Regions from separate parts of the Sus scrofa genome. Here region 2 is linked to region 1. Evidence: chromatin contacts called from public HiChIP or PLAC-seq data. All regions are on one chromosome and are shown on one strand. Each heading gives the region's core, a stretch centred on a gene start, on an enhancer-like site or on the middle of the called end of the contact. The rest is flanking DNA. Distances are from core to core; before and after follow the strand shown. Region 1 overlaps LOC106506421 (a long non-coding RNA gene). Region 2 has its middle 23 kb from the start of ACKR3.

Region 1 (5,648 bases), core at 1,869-4,368:
GTGTTATTAGAACTCCACTGGGGCAATAGAATGTTCGAAATGGGACTTTATTATAAATATACTCTGACGTTTGCCAAGAATAAATTGAATGGGCAAAGGCAACATACTTGGCTGTAACTTAATCCAAACTTGGCTTATTTGCCAAAACTTGGCATCATGATACATGAATAGAGAACTCCAGAGAGAACATGAAAGGGTTCTATTATTTGGAGCCAACTGTTTAGCTAAATCTCCATATCTTCCATTTATTTGTTCTCTTCTCTAAATTGCTACATTATAGAGGAAAGCAAAAGTATGAAATAAAAATAAAAGTCCCTAAACCTGTTTGCATTTTTCCACAATTAATATAACGGAATGCAAATTGGTTTATAGACCACAAAATCAACCCCGCATCGATTGACTAAGACGGATAGAAACCGAGGTTCTCTTTTCTAAATTCTCAGAGCAAAACTGCAGCAGGGCGAAGCCACCTCTGCCTGGAAACAATAACTGGTTTCACGGAGTTGATCAGAGAAATCTATGCCTTCAATCATATTAGATGTATTCTAAAGTCTAAACTCTCATAAAGAAATTCTGATTTTCCTTGAGTTGGAAGGAAGTTTAGAATTGCAAATTCGAAACTTTTGTCTTGCCTCGAAGCGAAGCGAGCATTATGACTTGGAGTTTTATAAAGACATGATGTGAGGCAATTACCATTACTAAGCAGCAGAATATTCTATGTCGGAATGTCAATCAGGGGAGAAAAGGGGTGCAGAGAAACTCCCAACCAATACTGGGGTGGGATTTCTGGAATCTGGTCCCCTTTCGGCCCTGCACTAGCCGTTGCGTGAGTGAGTCGAGCCCATCTCTGCACCTCAGTTTCCTTATCTGTTAAATGACAGGTCCAGTGAACTTTTCCTCAAATAGCAACGCCTCTCAAAAGCATTCCTGCTGAGGATGGGGCCAAAAGAATACATTCCTAGAAGGCAATAACCCCAGAGGAAATGTTTTGGAATAACTTTTTATTCTATTTTATTCTATTTTATTTATTTATTTGTTTGTTTGTTTGTTTGTTTGTTTGTTTGTTTGTTTTTATGGCTGAACCGTCCGCATGTGGAAGTTCCAGGACCAGGGCTTGAATCTGAGCCGCAGCTGCGACCCCAGCCACTGCAGTCGGATCCTTAACCCACAATGCCACCTCAGGAACTCCTGGAACGCTTTTTAATCAAACCCAATGTCTGAAGTTTTTCTCCCCCCATCACCTGCTTACAGGAAAAAAGAAAATGACTTTACATTCAAAAACGCCGTGGGGTATGTTTAGCAGCAAATCTCAGTCTTGGGTGTCCCTGTGTTTAAACTCAGGACTTATTTTAATTCTTGAGTCCAAATAAATACTCTGAGGCATGTTTCAGTTTGCTTACCGGGAGATTAATCCCCCAGGGGGGAGGGCAGCAATTGCCTGAAAAGAAGCTCAGAATGGAAAACACTTCACATGCTCTCTGGATGGGGAAACGGGGGGGAAAAATAAAGGTCCCCAAAGCACTTTCAACAAAGCAGTTCACTCGGGGTTTTTGTCTTGAACATATGCTTTTGGCAAATAAGCAGATCTTACGAATGGTCTAACTAAACTTAAGATGGAAAAAAAAAAAACACCCGCCAACATGGCCTGGAGGAAAATGTGGGAACTGGAGCCAGATATGCAACCAGGCACACGGTGCATGTACCCAGCTTCTCACCCGCTCCCTTTCCTCCGAGCTCGCGGGCTCTGCACAGGAGAGAGGCCGAGACAGCATGTCTGAGCTTTAACTCAGGCTGAGCGAGGGTCCTGCGAGGATGCTCGGGAGTCTGCTCTCTGAAGTCTGCGGCCTTCCATTGCCCTTCAAGAGAAATCAGACTCTGATCCTTGAATATTTAGGAAGCCGCTGGACTCGGAGGTCTAGGGAGCCCCTCGTGTCAGCAGACATCCGTGTCTGGCTGGAGGGGAGAGGAGAGGGCCGAGTCCCTCAGGGGATCGGGACGCGGTTGGTGCAAGGTGGCAGCACAGCCGGCCCTCCTGATTTCCCGAAGCGCTGGTCCCAGGAGCTCATTAAACAGGATGTGACCGGATGATAACTGTGTCTCCTAGAGACACTGAGTCCCACGTCCCTCCGTGGTCCCCCCCAGTCCCCGCAAGGACTCGGCGTCATCGCCTCCTGGGGGCTTCCTGGGTCCACCCAGGGAGGGGGCACAGAACAGCTTGGAAGCCCTGCTCTTTGGTACCTGGGTGAGTGTGTCATCACCCCCAGTAACAGACCAGAATCTCTCATCACCTTTGCAGTGAAGCAGCAGCAGGCACACCTATGACCTACTCAGTGGGAGCTTTTAGTTTTGTTTCCCCGTGAGAACGAAGCACGCCTGAGAGCATCCTGTTCCCCCAGTTTTCCGGCTGCCGGAGGAAACGTGCAGTGGCCCCCTCCTTGTTCCTGCCAGCCCTGGGCTGATCTCAGCATGAACCCCAGTCACACCTTTTCCATGTCATGTCTGCAGCACACAGGTTCATTGGACAGGAAGCATCGCCTCTTCCTGCCTGTGAGCCTCTTACCCCCAACCTGAGGCTGTGCCGGACCGAAGAGGTTGGCCCAGCCCAGCTGCAGAGCAAGCCAGGGGCACCTCCTACCACTAGCAGACAGGGTCTTGAACCTCTGCTGCTGCTGAAATTGCCCTTGAGTGAGCTCTGCCAACCTGAGACCTGGGTCCCCACCCGGCTGAGCCTCTGTGCACGTGCAAACACACATACACGTGCATACACGCACACGTGGTCCCGGCCAGGCTTGCTCACCCCAGGCCTGGATTGTGGCCTTTGGAGTCCGGCTGGATCCGGCCCCTGCTTGAGCTCTAGTCCACTTGGAAGAGGCTCAAATCCCCTACTGCTCAATGAACCTCTTTTTTGTTGTTGTTGTTAAAAAAGATGAAACTTGGCAGCACAGCGCGTATCCTTTCCTTTTATTATTCGTAGAAAACAGACATTTTGATTTTAAACGTTAACATCCCGAAATTTGAAGCAGCAGATTTTTAGCATTTCAACAATGCTCATGGATTCCATTCCACTGACACCAACAGGCTAGTAACTTATTCCGCATCAAAAAGGCAAGACGTCCCAGGCCAGGCTGTCACACTCAGGCTAGGCTTTGTGTTTGGCATGTCTCTGCCCTCTCCCCAGCACCCCCAGCAGGCTCTGGGCTGCATCTTTCATCGAGTGTCCCACCTCACTGCGTCCTCTGCCGAGTGTCCCCTCTCCGGGCGGTCATCCCTCCGTCCCTCCACTTAGCCAGAGTGGATGCTGGAACCACTGGTTTCCCAGCTGGTCACTGACTTGAGGGGTGGCAAGCCCAAAGGAAAGATAAGCTGGAATCCAAAACTGTCCCCATCAGCCCCCAAGTGCCATCACTGCCCAGAGGCATCTTCCCCACAGCCTCCCACACCTTGGTTTGGGGACACCCCAGTGGCATCCATGTGACCTGAGGTGGACGCGAGGGATGCGGAGAGTGCAGCTCAGGGAGGATGGCAGCAATGGGAGCTCAGTGCCTGGGGTGGGGGGTGGGGAGCGCTGTGATGGGGGCACGAGCACATACACGGAGAGTGGCTCCTCCTCAAATGGGGTGTGGAGGAGCTGCAGGAGGGGGCATGAGCGCTGAGTCCTGCCAGGGGTGGATATACACAGGCGTGAAGATGCTCTCAGAGATTATTTTTTAATTAAAGTGTAATTAATTTACAATGTGTTAGTTTTAAGCGCACAGCAAAGTCATTCATTTGTACATATATATACTTTTTCTGATTCTTTTCCATTATAGTTATTATAAGGTAGTAAGTATATCTCATAGATTATTTATAACAGCAAACACACATGAAAAGTTAGTTTGTCACAGGGCTGCTAGGACAAAGGCCCACAGGCCGGGTGGCTCGAAGCAACAGAAGTTCATCATCCCAGCCCTGGAGCCTGGGAGCCTGGGAGCCTGGAAGCCTGAGATCACAGTGTCAGCAGGACTGGTTTCCTCTGAGGCCATGAGGACAGCTCTCTTCCTGCTCCTCTCCTTGGCCTCTGGACACCATCATCCTCCTGTGTCTCTCACCACATCATCTTCGTCCTCCCTCTGTGGGTGTCTTTCTCCGTGAACACATTTCCCCCTTCTGCTAAGGATGTCAGTGGTTGGATAGGGGCCACCCTGACGACTTCATTTTAACTTGATTTCCTCTCTAAAGACCCTGTCTCCAAGTAAGGTCACATCCTGAGGGTTAGGACTCCAACATATGAATCTGGGGGAGACACAATTTAACCCATAACGAGGGCCAGTTGCAACCATGAACTGAACAGTATAAGTTATAAACTATTCAGGAGATGCTTAAGGACCTTCTATGTCAATATGGGAAATGCTTGGGTTGTGAAGGGCAATGATATAAAGAAAGGACATGGAAAAAATTCCAGACAAGTGAAACCAGTGGGTGTGCTCAGGTCAAAAGTTCATCAGTAATCTTCATCCTTTTTCTATTTCACAAACCTTGTTTGGTGTGGTTCCATCAGATCTAGAATGTGTTTTAGCAGCCATTAAGTCCCCTCCTCTCCCCCTGCATTGGGAGGCCAGGGTCATGGCTGTTCTGGTTCTTGAGAGGCTGTGAGTGCAACAGGGTCCAAGCAGAATCCAACCAGGAGTCTATGCTCCCCACCACCTCAAAGTTCTGGTCCTGGCACAGCAGATGACTTGTCAGTGGTCAGGAGACCCACCTCTAGTCCAAAGAGAGGTTGGGACATCTGAGATGTCAGGTCTTCCTACAACCCAGATGCCTGCAAAAGGACATCTGGGGGGGTCTTGCGTGATGCTTTCTGGGCACCTCCAAGTTGGTCCAGGATAGCAGCACAGATTCCTGTCCTCAGGCCATGGAGTAGGATGCACAGATGGGAATAGGGCATGAAACTGCACACTCCCTCTTGCTCAGTGGTGTCCCGTGCTGTGAAGACTCAAGCTCTCCAATGGGCTCTCGGTATTGTGCACTCTCAGTGCTGTGCACTCTTGAGGACATAACAGCATTCCTGGGTGGTCAGGGGACTCCACTGGGGGAAAGGGACCCTAATGTGGTGGGTCCACCGTGGGTCCCAGGCGCAGATGTGTGGTAAGGCCAAAGAGCACATGAAGATCTCAGATAACTCACTGCTCTGAGTCAGGATGTGTACCAAACTTCAGAAGCCTTCCTTGCTGGAAAATTGGGGGATGCCATGTAAAGTGGTGGCAGTGTCCCTATCTCTCTTGCTGGCCATTTGGATTTGTCTTTGAAGACAAATAGCTACGCTGTTTTGGAAAAAAAAAATTATATGAAACACTCTAATCATCACGGGCAAGGTAAAGCCAGAATCCTCACGCAGGAGGGGAATTCTGGAGAACTTTGAGCTCAACTGTGTGCAGTAAAGAGCGTTAAAAGCTGCTTTTGTTGCTGGCAGATTTGTAACTGGGAAGATTGTTGTGATGGGGAGACTAGCAGGATCCTGGGGGTGAGAAGGAACCATGGTTCTCCTTCAAAGCACCTGGGGGTATGGACCCTAGGAAAGGAGGGCCTAGACATCAGCAGGGCGGCCCCGGACAGGAGGCAGGTGCCTAAAACATGGCCACAGGGAATAAGCTAGGAGCATATGGAGACAG
Region 2 (5,648 bases), core at 2,326-4,825, 75 kb after region 1:
ATTCTTGTGCAAGTGGTTGGGGTTCCTGGCAGCGCAGGGGTTTGCTCTGGGCAGCTGGGCTTTCTCAGAAAGCCCGCCGGGTCCCCGCAGCACTCTGTCTGGACCGATTCCCTTTGCTGACGGCAGCCCATGGAGGTGGCCTCAGAGCCAGCCAGCTTTAGGTTCCCACTCAGGCTTCCTCCCTTTACGGGCCATGTGTGGGCTTCTTTCTGCATGAATCACGCTCCCTCTAATGCCTGGATCGGGGCTCAAGGGAAGGACGTTCACGATGGGTTCTCGGATGGGACCTTTCTCCCTCTCGCTCCAAATCAGAGACTCAAACCTCCACCCGTGCGGGGCTCTGCTGGGGACCTGGTCGCTGCCCGGTCCACCATCTCTGGGGGCTGCTCCTAGAAGAGCATTGCTGGAGCTTGAGCAAACCCTCCAAAGGCGCCTTCTTTTTTGCACCAAGAATGCGGGAGGTTTTTATTTCAATTGTGTGAGCCTCATACTTCTTTATACATCAAAGAACATGGAGACATTTCTTCTTTCACACAGAGAAAGGAACATCCTTATACTATCTTAGTATCTTAGTTTTCAGGTCTCTGAGCAGGAAACCATTGGACAATGGAGGAGACCGAGTCCAAGTTCACCTGCTAAGAGGAGCACCATTGCCTCCAGGGCCCCCTCGGTTATCACGTCTGAGTGGATCTAGAGGCCCTGGCACGGGAGACCATTGTTTAATGGGTTCAAAGCAGTCACGTTTCTGCTTTCACTCTTTGTTACTGCTTTTGCCACAGCCCTGTGAGAGCAGAAGGTAGTGTGAAAAGCGTGGGGCTTAGTATGAAAAGTTCTGACTCCAATAAAATTTAATGTAGAAAGTAAATAAATAAATACATTTTTAAAAAAAGAAAATATGGCAGGAAGCCTGCATAAGGAAGGAAGGGAAAAGAAAGAAAGAAAGAAAGAAAGAAAGAGAGAGAGAGAGAGAGAGAGAGAGAGAGAAAGAGAGAAAGAGAGAAAGAAAGAAAGAAAGAAAGAAAGAAAGAAAGAAAGAAAGAAAGAAAGAAAGAAAGAAAGAAAGAAAGAAAGAGGGAGGGAGGGAGGAAGAAAAGAAAAAAGAAAAGAAAGGGAAGGGAAGGAAGAAAGAAAAGCTCTGACCCTTCCACTCATTCATCTGTTTATTGAACAGCCCTGCACCAAGCAGCTGGTGAAGAGCCAGCTCAGTGCTGGGCACTAGGTGTGCAGAGACACTCTGGTTCCTGGTCCAGGGTGTTCACATCTGGCTGTGGACACAAAGGATGAAGGGAGGCAGGTCCAAGCAATGCAGGAGCCCAGAGGGACCGTAACTTCTGCTGACCACACTGACCCTGTCTTGGGTGCATACATTTATCAGACGTTATGTCCTACAGTAAAAAAAAAAAAAACCACTTTCTTGGACTTACTCTTTAAAACAAGCCTATGAGAAAGATACCACCCATCTCCCCATGTCATAGTCATCAAAGCTGAAGCTCTGAGATGTTGTGTAACGTTCCCAGAGTCACACAGTGACTAATGGAGGGTAAAACCCAGACCTGCTAGACCCCAAAGCCCTAGTTCTTGGCACGGTTCTCATGCTGTTTGTTTCCCCTTCTCCCTGAGTTGCCACCCACACCCCTTTCTGGGTTGTCTGCTAATTAAAACCCCTGAGGCACCGTGATAGTGGGGGCAGGGAAGTAAAATAATTCATAGATGCAAAGTATCATTAATGAACTCCTGATCTCTACACAAGGAAGCCTTTGGTGAGCTAAGCAAGATTTTCTTGCATTTTAACAGCCCTGAACTTAATTTCAGGCTGAGATATGGTCACTTATTAAACATGACTTGTTTGGCTGACTTTCAGATTCTTTTGTGCAGCCATGCTTAACCACGTGAGGTCCATCAGAGCCACAGAGTCCTGCCCGGCCCGTTGCCCACTCCTCACGAAGCCCACCCAGCCAGGTGCTATTGCTCCTGTTCTACTGTAATCATCCACTAGGTGAGACTCAGTTCCATGAGAGTAGGACAGCCCTGTTTTTGCAGATCCTTTGTCTCATGCAGGATGGTTTCAGCGTGAGATTTGAGGTGGCCAAGCCCACTGGCCCCACACACTTCCTCTGGCTGATCACTTTCACCTTAGGGGACGTGGGTAGAGGTCTAATTTCCTCTGCCCACCCCACCCCCGCCATTACTAGAGGTACACATGGATTGGCCCTAATCCGTGACCTCAGGCTCCTTCTGAAGTGGTTCTAAAGGGGTCCATGCACTTCTCGGATGTCTCCTCCAACTTGATCTTTCTAGCTGATGGGAACGCATTTCCCAGGGTGGGTAGAGATGCCCTGGAAGCCCTTGCCTGGCTATTGTGCGAGCCGGGGATGCGTAAACATTTCTGGAGGAGACGGTCTTCTCCCCCTGCTTCCCAAAGGGAGAGTGACTGACTTAGCGGTTCAGTCTCAGCACCGTCTCCTAATTTTGGTGCAATCTCACAATCCCAGTGCAAGCCACTCAGGTCAAGTTACTTTCCCAGCAGCCAAGGGCTTTCTCTCTGGCCCTTGAAAGACATGATGTGCTCCATCTGAGTCTCTCCTGAGACAGTGTTTTGCAAGATGTTCACTCTCAGATTGGGTCTTAGACAGCCTCACACCACCCCTGACCTCTCCTCTCTGCCTCGGGGATGCTGAGACTTAAAATGAGACAAAGAAAAATTGGATGGGCTCTGAAGCCACTAAAATGCTTCTCTGGTCGTATAACCTGCTGGTCATCAGAAGGACCTGGGAGGTGTTAAGAAGTGTGGAGGGTGGGGTCCACCCTGGAATTCCTAAACCAAAGCACCCATGGGTGGACCCCAGGAGTTGTTTTTGTTTCAGATCTTCCCAGGGAGTCTCCTTGTTGCAGGGCTAGAAACCCTGCTGCGTTGCATGTGAGACCTGCAGGTGAAACCAGCTCCAGGGCCCAAGCTTTGGATATGCCAGGATGCAGGTGCCCTTCCCACCTTGCAAGGTGGCTCTTCCCAAGCCTGTGTGACTACAGAACCCCCTTTTCTCAGGGAGCATAGGGGCTCTGGCTGGGCTGGGCACCCCTGGAGAGAGGCTGCTGGGACACTGAGTGCTAGCCTTCCCTTCACACCCCCACGCTCATGCTAGATCCTGTGTCGGCAGAGCCAGCCAACGCTGCCTGCCCCTTAACTGGGCTGCAATCCGCTTCCCCAAGGACAAGCCTTCAAACCTCAACCAAGACACTTGCCCTGGTTGTGTCTCTTTCTTCTCGGCAAAACAAGTGCTGGCCTGAACCCCAGAGCCTGGCCTCTGAGAGGCAGAGTCTGTAATCTGCCAGCCAAGAGCCTGGGGCCTTGGGGTTTGGTCCCAAAAAGGGCGATGACGAGGCTGACCTCCTCATGATTTGTTTCACCCAACAGGGACTCAAACCGGGAAGATAAATGGGCAGTGTCCCCACCATAACTGAGCCTGAGCAGCCCAGAAATGACAGATTGATTAAGTCACCCTCCAGGCAGGCTACCAGTGACCACACCTAATTACTCACTGACCACTGTGGCCTGACCGATGGAATTCCACACCCGTGAGTCACCCACCCTCCTTAGCCTCTGGGCTGTGTTTCCTTCTCCAGCCTGCTTGCCAGTGGCCGCCCTACAGAACTGGTACCTTCTGTGAATACCATGTCCTCCGGTCACCATCGGGCAGGAGGTTAACCCCGGAGCGCTAGAGAGGAGCTATTTTGGTCTCAGGAGTCTCCCTGGGCAGCATCAGACATACGGCAGAGTTCCACCCATGCAAGTGACAAGTATTGGCATTTACTAAAATGCAGAAAAGAAAACTATCAAGTGCAAGGGCGTGGGAGTGATGGGTGGGAATCGAATGTCCTTGGTGGGAGACTTTGTCAAGTTCAAGGAAAGGACTCCTTGGTTCACAGTCCGGCCAGGAACAAGGAGCCCCTGGCCTTGGGTTGAGTAGAGAAAAGGTGGTACATGGGTCTTGGTAAATGTCACCAAAGGTGCTGAAGAGCCATTAGAGGAACTGGAGGCCGCCCGGAGATTGGCATGGTGGTCTGAGGAGGGGGACGGGGTGGAGGTGGGTTCCTCGAGCCAAGGCCAAGGCTCCCTGGGAGGAGGGGCTGTGACCGGGCACCTCCAGGGGAATCAGGATCGCAGAGATGATGTAGCCGAGGTTGGAGACACTGACCAGAGCAGAGTGAGGGAGGAAGGGACAGCCTGTCCTCCCCTCCGCCCACCCTCCCTCTGGGCCCATTCCCTGGCCCAGGAGGTCCAGAAGCTGGGGAGCAGGGGTCCCTGGAGGTGCAGGACATTTGGAAGAAGGACTCTGACATTTGTGTGAAGTGTGAGCTGGATGGACAGAGATCAAGTAAGGGACCAGGCGACAGACGGAACCCAGAAAATGTTTGAATTGAGGTGACGGCCCTGATGGGGGTGGCTACAGATGGTGAGGGAAGACAAACCCCAAAGACAGCTTGAACTTGAACTTCCCGTGTGACACTGCAGGTGGACTGCGGTGACTCAGCCCAGAGCACCCCGTCTCAGTCAGGGTCCAATCAGAAGAAATGTGAGCAGGGAAGGTTTTGCATTTCAGAATCATACATTATAACAAGGAATATCTGGCACGTGTTCCCCAAACCTTACTACGAGGACAAGTAAAAAGAAATAGAAATACCCACGTGCCTATGGTATACACATGTGTATCAAAACGCATTCACTCTTATTACTCACTCATCATTTACTTTCCGTTTCCCAAACTGTAAAGAAATCAGAGGGCCTGCAGAGGGAGAGATCAGTAACAAACAAGCCTATTTTTTCCATAAATTCCAAAAAGCCTAAGAAATTTGAGCCCCCAGGTACCAAGGACAGGGTGGGCGTGGCCCAGTGGGGTGCTGGGCTACTGCCAGCCCAGACCCGTTTGCAAGAACCAAGTGCAGGAATCCCACTGTGGTGCAGCAGAAACGAATCCAGCTAGTGTCCTTGAGGATGCAGGTTCCATCCCTGGCCTCGCTCAGTGGGTCAGGGATCCAGCGTGGCCAGGGAGCTGTGGTGTCGGTCACAGATGCGGCTCAGACCCTGCGTTGCTGTGGCTGGGATATAGGCCGGCGGCTACAGCTCCAATTCGACCCCTAGCCTGCGAACCTCCATATGCCACGAGTGCAGCCTTAAAAAGCAAAAAAAGAACCAACTGCTACATTTCTGGGACTTTTGCCAGTCAGTTATTAAGCATGGCCGTCCTCAAAACTTACGCACACTTTGCATTTGAAAGCATTTTATTAAAAACAAAAGGTGGTCAGTCCTCAGAACAGAATGTAGCACTTCCTAATTCTCTCACGTGCTGCTCTCTGCCCTTGAGGGGACCCTCGTCCCTTGTACCTGCTTGGTGGACGCGCTGCCAGCTGTCTTCAGTGACATCACACACATGGCTCAAAATCGACCGTGATGGGAATATTTACACCATAGGCAGCATCAGACAGGAACAATCAAGGCTGTTTCTTTCCCTCCAGAATGTAGCTGTTAAGCATGTACCAAGAAGCTGCTGGATGAAACTGCAAACATATGATCTTAGACCCCCCCTCTTATCCCACCCCTTCTTCACACTCAAGACCACCCTTCCCCATCCAGACAGAAGAGAAGGGTGCCC

What was found. HiChIP or PLAC-seq counts read pairs in DNA pulled down with a chosen protein or histone mark.
Region 2: a contact with region 1 is called in an H3K27ac HiChIP or PLAC-seq map of skeletal muscle. The contact joins two enhancer-like sites. A contact is called at or near these places in 4 of 47 Hi-C or Micro-C datasets (embryonic fibroblasts, epiblast stem cells, heart right ventricle and 1 more) and 1 of 2 datasets of contacts at active chromatin or transcription factors (skeletal muscle).

The regions. Positions count from the first base shown.
Region 1 is chr15:136,465,136-136,470,783 of Sscrofa11.1, reverse strand. All of the region lies in intron 1 of LOC106506421 (a long non-coding RNA gene), which reads right to left. Among named protein-coding and RNA genes, the nearest start is that of ACKR3, 98 kb to the right of the region's middle. Within about 2 kb of position 3,118, at least 14 of the 83 cell types and tissues checked have an H3K27ac peak or open chromatin away from gene starts, as enhancers often do. A contact at or near this core is called in skeletal muscle, where this site is marked.
Region 2 is chr15:136,390,893-136,396,540 of Sscrofa11.1, reverse strand. No RefSeq gene overlaps it. Among named protein-coding and RNA genes, the nearest start is that of ACKR3, 23 kb to the right of the region's middle. Within about 2 kb of position 3,575, at least 27 of the 83 cell types and tissues checked have an H3K27ac peak or open chromatin away from gene starts, as enhancers often do. A contact at or near this core is called in skeletal muscle, where this site is marked.